Linked DNA regions of Zea mays: region 2 is linked to region 1. Evidence: chromatin contacts called from public Hi-C data. All regions are on one chromosome and are shown on one strand. Each heading gives the region's core, a stretch centred on a gene start, on an enhancer-like site or on the middle of the called end of the contact. The rest is flanking DNA. Distances are from core to core; before and after follow the strand shown. Region 1 holds the start of LOC100382051 (putative RING zinc finger domain superfamily protein). Region 2 has its middle 92 kb from the start of LOC103652139.

Region 1 (5,246 bases), core at 1,221-3,720:
ATAAACATTCAATTGGGTTTCAGAAGACAAGCATTCCTTTGTTCTAACAACACAGTGAAGTCTCATAAATAGAAACCTTCACTTTATTGAAGACAAATGGATGTGAAGACGCCCAGAAAACACAGCAGTGTAATGGTAGCTATGCTTTGGTGTTAGCAAAGCTCAAAATGACAATAGATAAGAATGAATGAACACCAGCTGTCAATCACCAAATGCGTTTCTGGCAGAAGATTCACAGGAATTCTTATTTGAGAGCTTCATGGTGAGTGAAACATTTTGTACCACTAGGCATTTCTTTGGCATGAACCTCAGAGGATTCAAGAAAGCAAGCTACAGAAATATCTTATACTTGAGATAAGCTAGCATGGTCGATAGCAGAAAACATATACTATTCTCAACTGTACAACATTTCCAGAAGATCAGCTAAAATCTAAATTATATGCAAAACAATATAGCTATGTTCAAGCTTATCAAGAAAGTTATGAGTACTTCAAACTGTAGAATTGTAGATTCGTGGTCTAACTTTGTTCATTACTATCTGCAATTTAGAGCAACTATCAAATATGATGATTTTGTGGCCAATGTTTTTGTTCTGCCAGCTTGCTATCCAATGGAAATATATGCTAACAGCATGAAATCAAGGAAACTTAGTTGTGAAGTCAAGGAGTGCTGAAACATGTATTTAGAAGTAAAAAAGTTAAAGAATATTTAGCAAAGCAAAACATTTGTCATAGAACTAAAATTCCGATTGCTCACTCTACAGTTTCATAAAGAGAAGGGTCACGAGAAAAATACCTAAGCTTCTCGACTGGAGTGCAGCCCAGATCAATTTTACATACTGGACAGTGGTCCAGATCCTCATCATTGAGCTTTTTATAGATACACTTTCTACAAACTGCATAATACAAAGAACACAGAACAATAGAGGTGAGAACTTCATAATATAAAGAATTTGAATAAGGCACAACGCAATGCTTCATTTCACATAGAATAGAAATTTGCTGCCTACACAGAAGTTCTTTTCAATTGAAAACAAAAGGGATGTTCCTATTGCAAAATATCCATATCATGAGAAGTGAAATGACACATGCAAAGGAACAAGACATCGATATTTGTACTAGCATGTACCATATAACATGAGATTCATATTTATCCTACTATTTCAAAAGCACATACAACATGAACAGTTGCACCAATCCACTCACACATGCAGAGTAATCAAATAGTTTGCAAATATTTACGGTCTATGATTGCACATTGTGGCCTCAAAAGCTTTGTGTACAGTTCCACTGATTACAGGACAACATTAGTTGAACTCGCACTGAATATCAAGAGGGCCAGAGGGGGACTAATGTTAACCATGAACTCAAACTGACTAGCAACTCAAATCACAGCACGGGAGGCTTACATGACGTTCTCCTGAACATTATGTCAACAGGAGCCAAAGCATTTCACGGATTGGAGCAAAGATTGTCAATGAACAGCACAGGAATCAAAGTCCACGTAAAATGCACACATTTGAAGCCCAGCATTGATGCAACATTGTATCACGATTGAATAAACAGAATCGCAGCTCAGTCTGAAAAGCAAGGAAGCTACCAAACATGGTCAGCTCGAACTAGATTTACGTGGAGTCGAGACTCGAGAGGCAAAACTACAGCACGGCCCGAATGCACGCACGTCGAGAATCGCAATCACGCATGGGCGACGAGAAGGCCGTACAGCGTCGCTGGGCCAGCGGAAACGGCAGCGCCCGACGGCGACGACCCACGTCCCCGGACCCCGGGCGACCAAATCCTACAGAGTAACCCCAAGGACGAGGCGGACGCTTGTGGAATCCAATCGCCGTCGCGGGAAACCCTCGGAGAACGCACGGAACCATCGTAAATATGCAAGCGTTCGAGCCCGCCGGGATCGGCGGGGCGGCGGAGCAGGCAAAGCAGAGCAGGAATGGCTCACATGTATGGAGGCACTCGGAGATGGTGGTGGCCTGCCGGAGCAGGTGGTCGCAGAGCGGGCACGTCAAGCAGCGCGTGAGCAGCTCCCGCTTCACCATGGCCACGGCGCTGTCCCCCGCCGCACCGCCTCGCCGGCACCGCTGCCGCCTGCCTCTCCTCCCCTCATGCTCCGATTCCCAGTCATCCTCGTCGTCGCCGCCCACCTTCGCCGCCGCCTCCTCATTCGCCCGCGCCCCCTCTTCCACCTTGTCCTCGGCCTCCGGCTCAACAGCCGGCGGCGATGCGGTCCCGGTGGTCTCACTGGTTTGCATGGCGTGGGGCCCAGCCACGAAGCTAGTTCCCCATGCCGGCGATGGGCGAAACAAAGGCGCCTCCTATTATTGCGCCGACGCCTCCCCTCCGGTTGGAAATGGGAAAGATCGAAGCGCACGACGACGCCGAGGCGGAGTTGGAGAAGAGAGTCGAAGCAGAGGAGGACGACCGAGAAAAAAATGAAATTTGTTTATTTATTACGTGCTTATCGAGGAACGAGAAGACGAAGGACGAAAGGCAATGGAGTTATGGAGGTGCAGAGGTGGTTTTGTTATTTCGCCATTCCTTTTCTTTTTCTTTTGTTTTTTTCTTTCTTTACCTTTTGCGGCGCTTTTCGTGTGACGAATAAAACCAACGTGTTTGGAACTATATGCCCTGCTGCTGTGCTGTTTTCTTAGATCTACTGTGAGTCGTGCATGAAATTTGTTTCTGTTGTACTTGTATTTTGAAATATATGACTAGCACCTAAAATATGCTTTAATATAGTTCTATTTCAAAAAAATCATCAAATAATAATATGACTCGTTCTCTCGTACCATAAATATAAGACCTGATATGCTAAACCCTATTATCGAACCGTTGGAGCTCCAAATGTTTCGGTGCCCTAAACACTTCAAATCAGATTATATTTTAATTTTTAGAAGTCAAATGTAGAACTTTTTGTTTGAGATACTCTAAGGTCCCATTTGTTTCCTTTAATTTTGAGGAATTAGAATCTTACTAATATAATAGGCTATTTTTTTAAAAATGTGACATTCTACCACTTTCCAAACTTATCATATAAATGTAGTATATAACTATATTTCTCGTATGATTTAGAATAATATACAAATATATTACATATATAAATATATGAACTTAATTAGTTTTGTCTAAATTATAATTATTAAAATGAAATTCAATTTCAACAAAACAAACCGGGTCTAAGAGTTTTTATAGACATTTGTTGTGATTCCCCTTTGCTAGTAATAATGGCCTTGTAAAGTGGCCTCCTAAGGTTACTATGGCTAGTATTCATAGCCAGTTAGATCGGGTGTCTAAAGTTGACTAGGTCAGAGTGAAATCGGTCTAGCAAGATTAATTATTGCCGAATGTGTCTAGGGATGAAAAACGGGTCGGGTATACCCATCGGGTACCGGATATGGATAGTATAAATACCTGTTTTTTATACGAATTTGAGTATTTTTATATTCGGGACGAATACGGGTAATACCCGGATACTAAAGTTTCGGATTCGGGTCGGATACGGAGCGAGAACTACCCGATAAATACCCGGATAGTCGGGTCGGATACGGGTGCCCGGAATTCGGGTACCCGTTTTTCATTTCCTGCATAATAATATAGTTATAAAATCATAACTTTTACATATGAAATCGGATGAAGATAAAGTTTATATGAAAATTGTAGAGCTCGAAGAGATCTATAACTTTGTAATATATCAAATTTTTGTTTAAAAATATCTTTAGGCCAAAATCATTGGAATAATGTCCAAATTTATATCAAATTAATATACTTTATCATTTTTATATGGGGGACTTAATGTTATCTTCACGTGGGAACTTAAGGTTATCTTTGTAGAGACTATTTATTAGTATTGGAAACTTATTTGCAATTTTCGATCGATGCTACATTATTTTATGGATTTAATTGTATTTTGATGATTTCCTATGACAAGAAATTAATAGATGTATAAATAGCCTCAAAAAATCATGAAATTTTACGGAGGCACAACATATGTTCATATATAACCATAAAAAAATGTTTGGATCTTAAGATCTATAAGATGCACGCGTTTCTTCCATTTCACTTTCACTTATTTGTATGAGTTACTTGTGAAATGACTGTAAGTATCCAAGTTTCAACATAATCAATATTTTACTTTATCATTATCATTTGAGGATTTGAGTTATCTTCGTATAAAATGTTTATTAGTTTTTATAACTTATTTGCAATTTTTGAGTGAAACTAGAATATTTTATGAATTTTTAATATTGTGGTATTGGTTCTACAATGTCATCGTGATTAGTAACTTTGAACTGCATGATGTCAATTTTATCGTTTCCTTTCCTACATTTGATCTATCATATACATGATTATGTATTGCATAATTTATGTATTTGTTGGATGGTTGGACAATTAATATCATCGGGACGAACTACCCGACAATTATCTGGTACCTACCCGAGTAGTATCTGTTATCCGTTTCTTACCCGGCGGGATTATTACCCGGTCCCATCCTATATCCGTTCCGAATCTTAACTACCCGTATCCCCGAGAGAAATACATTAGGGTAGGATACGGGATGACCATGTATCCGACTGTATCCGTCCCGTTTTCATCCCTAAATGTGTGATGCTAGGACTAGTAAAAATCGTCTCGGACGGATTTGTCTAAATTCTAAATCGATTTGATTTGTTTCTAAGTCGGGTTTAACGTGAGAAAGTTAGATAACGTGTTTTTGTTTTTGAGCTATTTAGTACCGGTACCAAGGCCATCCCCTCTTTATATGAGAGGATTACGGTTGGTTCGAGTATTCAACTTCCAATCGATTTAAAATACAACTATTATCTCTTTTATTCATTTTCACTTTTTGTCGTTTGTCACATCTTGCTATATGATTTTACGATATTCTAGGTGGTCTTGCTGATCTAGGACAGCCTCTAGGTACTCCTCCTCGATGGATCTTTCCGAGAGATGGCCAGGAGTCTACCGAAGAATATGGTCAACATCAGTTTAACTGGTATTTATCGGTATTATCATTCTGTTACGTTCCTTGGTGCGTTTAAAGCCATGTGTCTACCGCAGGCATGCTAGGCTGCTAGCTCTTGTTGGTGTTGTTGGGGTCTCTTTCTGTCGAAGGTCCTCAGAACAAACTAATTGTTTTAATTCATCTAACAAAGTGTAAAGTGTACTGCAGGACTAAACACCGAAAGTAAAATAGCGAAGCAAGGGATACAAAGAACGATGTAAAGCTTC
Region 2 (4,759 bases), core at 2,024-4,523, 450 kb after region 1:
TATAATGGGGACGGTTACTACTTCCAGCATGTCCTTGGTTAGTAGCCTTCCTCTTTTCTGCAAGATCAACCCTCTTGTGCTCCAGAGCGATAGCTTTGTCTAACAGTCTCTGGAAGGACGGGAATGTGTGCAACATCAGTTGGTATTGTAGTGGGCCAATCAAGCCTTCTAGAAATAGCTCCTGCTTTTTCTCGTCATCATCAACTTCCCCAGGAGCATATCGGGATAGCTAGATGAATTTGTCTCTGTATTCACTTACTGACATACCTCCTTGTTTGAGGGATAGAAACTCCTTCTTATTAATCTTCAAAGGCCAACAGGAATATGGTAATTCCTAAAGTGAGTGGAGAATTCTGCCCAGGTAATGGTGTGAGCAGCGGCATGTGCAACGCAATATGCATCCCACCAATCTGCAGCGAGGCTAGTAAGGCAACCCGATGCATATAGCACTTTCTCCTTGTCGGTGCACTAAGCTATATTGAGCATCTTTTCTATAGACTTTAACCAGTCGTCAACCTGTAGTGGGTCGGAGGAGTTCGAGAATGTAGGTGGCTTGTGACTCATAAACTCCCAGTGCTTATCCCTGGGCGGAGCTGGTGGTGGTGGAGGTGGTAGTTGATGTCGTTCCTATCGTTCTTGGCGCATTTCTTGGCGTTCTTGCTACATTTCCTATCATTTTTGACGGATCTGGGCTTGCATTTCTATCATCATGTTAGCCATTTGTTGTAGTAATCGCATTTGAGCAGCAGTCACGTCATCAACGGGCGGGGGATTCGGAGGAGGATTCATTTCTAGATCCGGATTAGCTACAGCCCTTCTTTGGCGAATTTGTGCGGGTAGATCAACACTTCCTCCCCTCATGATATTAACCATCTGGGTTAGAGACATATGGTAAGATAGTTTTGAAAGGTGAATAATTTAGTAGGCAGAACAGATAGCCTAATAGCTGGTCATAAGCTGAGGGTTCTTGGGCCGAGCTTTGATATGTTGTTTTTTGTCTTTGTCGGGACAACTATGCTTTTAAGATGAATTTCCAAGGATAAGATAGAATTTGTTAAGATGAGATGAATCTGCTACTAGATACATTTTAATGGGGGATAATCTAGGTTGTCTACTTATTTTATAAACATTTTTTGCCTAGATGTAATTGTGGACATTACTCCACAACTCATCACACTCAATCAAAGAACCAAATCAAACAGTTATCATAAGAACAAGCATCCAAGCGTATATATACCTACAAAAATAGTTTTGTTTTTGTTCCTAAGATTAGGTCTCCAATTTCTAAAGGTCACTTTAGGTCTAGGATTTCAATGTGTGAAATCCACTTTTGTCTTTAGAAGTGAAAAGGTAAGAGTAATCAGAGTAAAGCGGCAATAGATGAGAAAAGATTTGAGGAAAGTTTAGAAAGAATCAGAGTATTAAAGGTAAGTAGTTATGGGTTATCAAGTTCTATCTAGGTTTCGTCCTACAGTCAACATTCCTCTGATACCACTTCTGTCACACCCGGGTTTCAGGGGCATCGAACCCGGGCGCGAACATCACCAAGTGTGCTAGGACCAAGTCTCACACATATGATGACTCATGGTACAGAAACGAATGTCACATCATTTATATGTAACGAAGTTCTGTACAAAATAGTTAAATAGTTACATCATACGAAGACAACGATCAGCAACCATAGTTGATAGGGAGACGACGGCCTAGACCACTCATGAACTCATCACACGATCCTTCATGCGCCTCATCATGTGGTACCTGTTCTTGACCTGGGGGATGTGAGTACAGCAAGGATGAGCTCACATACATTCATTGCTCAACAAGTTGTGGGGAATAATGTGCATGAACTCACCAAAAGTGGGAGCTCATGTGAAGTGTAAAGCTTACCAAAGGAGATGGTTAAAGCTGAGCATTGCTTTTAGAGTTGGACAAAATTTTATTAGCACTTACTAAGTAAAAGTAGATACTATCCCAAACAAATAAGAGATCAAAATTAATAGTACACCCATAATGCAATGCATATGACAAATTGAGTTTAGTTCCATAGGTTAATCATGTGAGGGTCCGAGCTGCTCATGACCGTGAGCACAACTAATATACCAGTTTTACACTTTGCAAAGGTTGCACATCTTTACCCACAAATTGTGTATCCCATCTAGCCAGGGTTTGCAAGGCCCTTAGACACTTCCGAGGTGAATGGCTAGGGATCCACTATGAGGCCTTTACAAAGTTCCACTAGCTTCAGAAAACCCACTACGATTTCTGAGAAGGGCAATATTGGAATCCCTCATCCGAAAAGCCATCGCAGCATGATCAACCAAAGAACCTCTCTATACACAACTCCTCTACCGCCCTTGCCCCTTTTGAGTAAGGTAGTCCTCCACTAGCTTTCCTAATTAGTCAGCCAAGGGCGTCCCATACCATAAGTATCTTATCCAAGGTGTAACATTAATTTCTCAAAACTAGGTAGAGCGATAGCAAAACTCCCCAATAGTTCTTTTGTATCCAAGGTGTGGGATAAACAATGCTAGGGATACCTATTAGGTCACATCAAATTAATCTGAGCATGTCATAGTGATTAACATGAACATTATTAGGTAAAGAAGAGTGATCAAGGGCACAACTTGCCTTAGACTCGAGATTCCCAGGTACCAACTTGGTCTTCAAGTGACTCATAACCTCGCTGCTATTCGTAGCAATACAAACAAACATGGTATAGAAAAAACTAACATCACACCAACCATAAGCACAAGCTACCTTATAATGTTCTACGCATCATAACGAGATCCCAGGTTCGAGAACCACTAAATACGGAGTTACTGTTATAAAGTTATGATTTTCTGAAGATTTAAGTGTTGGGTACAAAAGAAATTAAGTGCATAATTTTAATTTATGTTTCATAACAAAATAAAGTTACTAGGGGATAAACAATATTATTATGAATTTAATGCAACTGGAATGGATTAAAAAGGAGTTAAAATAAATTAAATATGAATTAAACAAATTTCTGGAATTATTTTTATACTAAAACCAATTTCCATATTTAACTTATTTAATCCTGGGCTGCGGACACAAAACCCAGGAAACCGGGTTCATTCTGCAAATTCCAGTGACTTATTTGTTATTCATTCTGACCTAACATGGACGGTGGGTTGATTATTATATAAATGAGGGGCTCTTAAGGAAAAAGGCTATGGCGAAGGGGTATCTTGCGATCTAAGTCGTCCATCCATCAATCTGCGGCTTGGATAAGATATACCATAACTCGAACCGATATCTAGTGATAGCCACCCGATCTATGATCAACGGACCACAGCGACCCACACCATTATATAACCGAAGCCCTTAGATCAGCGATCGATGGCCACGATTGAATACACTAAAGCGTTTTCCTGTGATCTAATCTGGATCGCTCATCGGGAGATCAACGACCCCCGCGGCTTTTCCCTTCCTAATCACCCAGGCCACGGCGGAGCGAGCGCCCCACGGTGGAGCATTGCCGCTGCACACCCAATCCTGGCCTCCTAGTACCAATCTCCTACGGAATTCAGTGCTATGCAAAGGATCCAGAATGGCGAAGCTAGTGGTGGCGTCTTACCGGAGGATTAGGTCGCTAGGAACGTCTGCCCACGAAGAAGGCGGATCCGCGGCGAAGTCTTAGCTCCAGCGAGCGGTTCACGAGCTCTGAAGGGTTATGTGCCCACCACTGCACACACACAAGTTCCAACCCGGTCTCACGATGCTTCCTGACCAGCTGCCAAAGCCAGAATGGTCCCTCCCCCGGGAAGATCAACGGCGGCGGCAAGCTTCACTTTGTCCCTCACTAAACTTCTCTTCGTCAGTGAGGTTCACGCACGTGGTTCTGGGTTTAATGCAGTGGTCAGCGACCTAGGCTTAAATAGTCTGGGGGGAGGGGGCGAAGTCCGTGCGGTTGTTGCGACGCCCTCCGCGGGATTCGCGATGACTGTTGTCGTCGACGCCGCGCCGGGTGGACGACGGATCTGGCCACCCGTGCCCACCCGCCAGAGGCGCAAAGCTCCTAGGTGACCGGTGATCGCCTGCCCATGAGGTCGACCTGCCCGTGGCACGGCGCGCGTGGAAGGAGGGGAAACAGAGTGGCCCACGATGATGTTGGGCCGAGCAGGTGGTCTTTCAGCCTAGCGACTTCTTTTATTTTTTTTATCATTTCTATGTTTTCTTTTTCCTTTTTGATTTAGAATCTGAATTTGATTCATGTTTAAACCTCAAATTTCGAAAATGCATCAGACCAAGGTTTCATCATGTTTTTGCAGAAATATTTCATTTATTTCTACTGTATTTATTTATTCACTAATATTTTAACCCACGTAGTTAATGAAAGGAATATCCCACTTGTTTTAACACACATGAAAAATCTTCTTGTTATTATATATCTAAATCATATGTTATAAAGACACAACTACTATTACATAATTTTATACTAAAAGATAGTTTTATCTCAACCTATCTAGGAATTAATATCTCCAATTATTTTAGCCCAAAAGAAGAGTTTAACTCATAATTCTTGTATATATAATCCAATCGAAGTATAATTTAGTTTCTAAGTATCTTTCATGTTAGTCTTTTATTTAGATAATATATTCATTTTGGGCCATTTTTAGTTATTAATGTTATAAATTCTAAAGTAGAATTTTGGGTGTTACAATTCTGCACAACTTGTTGAGCGATGAACGTATGTGAGCTCACCGTTGCTATACTCACATCCCCTAGGTCAAGGATA

Evidence for each region. Hi-C and Micro-C count contacts between places; a contact is called where the count stands out from the background.
Region 2: a contact with region 1 is called in a Hi-C map of ear, with 1.8 times the contacts expected there. The contact joins the enhancer-like site here to the promoter of LOC100382051 in region 1. A contact is called at or near these places in 2 of 25 Hi-C or Micro-C datasets (ear and tassel).

Annotation. Positions count from the first base shown.
Region 1 is chr3:118,394,792-118,400,037 of Zm-B73-REFERENCE-NAM-5.0, forward strand. It overlaps LOC100382051 (putative RING zinc finger domain superfamily protein), which reads right to left and starts at 2,471. Exons shown (of 7, transcript NM_001174816.1): 1 at 1,960-2,471; 2 at 796-895. The coding sequence starts at 2,269.
Region 2 is chr3:118,845,973-118,850,731 of Zm-B73-REFERENCE-NAM-5.0, forward strand. No RefSeq gene overlaps it. Among protein-coding and RNA genes, the nearest start is that of LOC103652139, 92 kb to the left of the region's middle. Within about 2 kb of position 3,274, at least 20 of the 20 cell types and tissues checked have an H3K27ac peak or open chromatin away from gene starts, as enhancers often do. A contact at or near this core is called in ear and tassel, where this site is marked.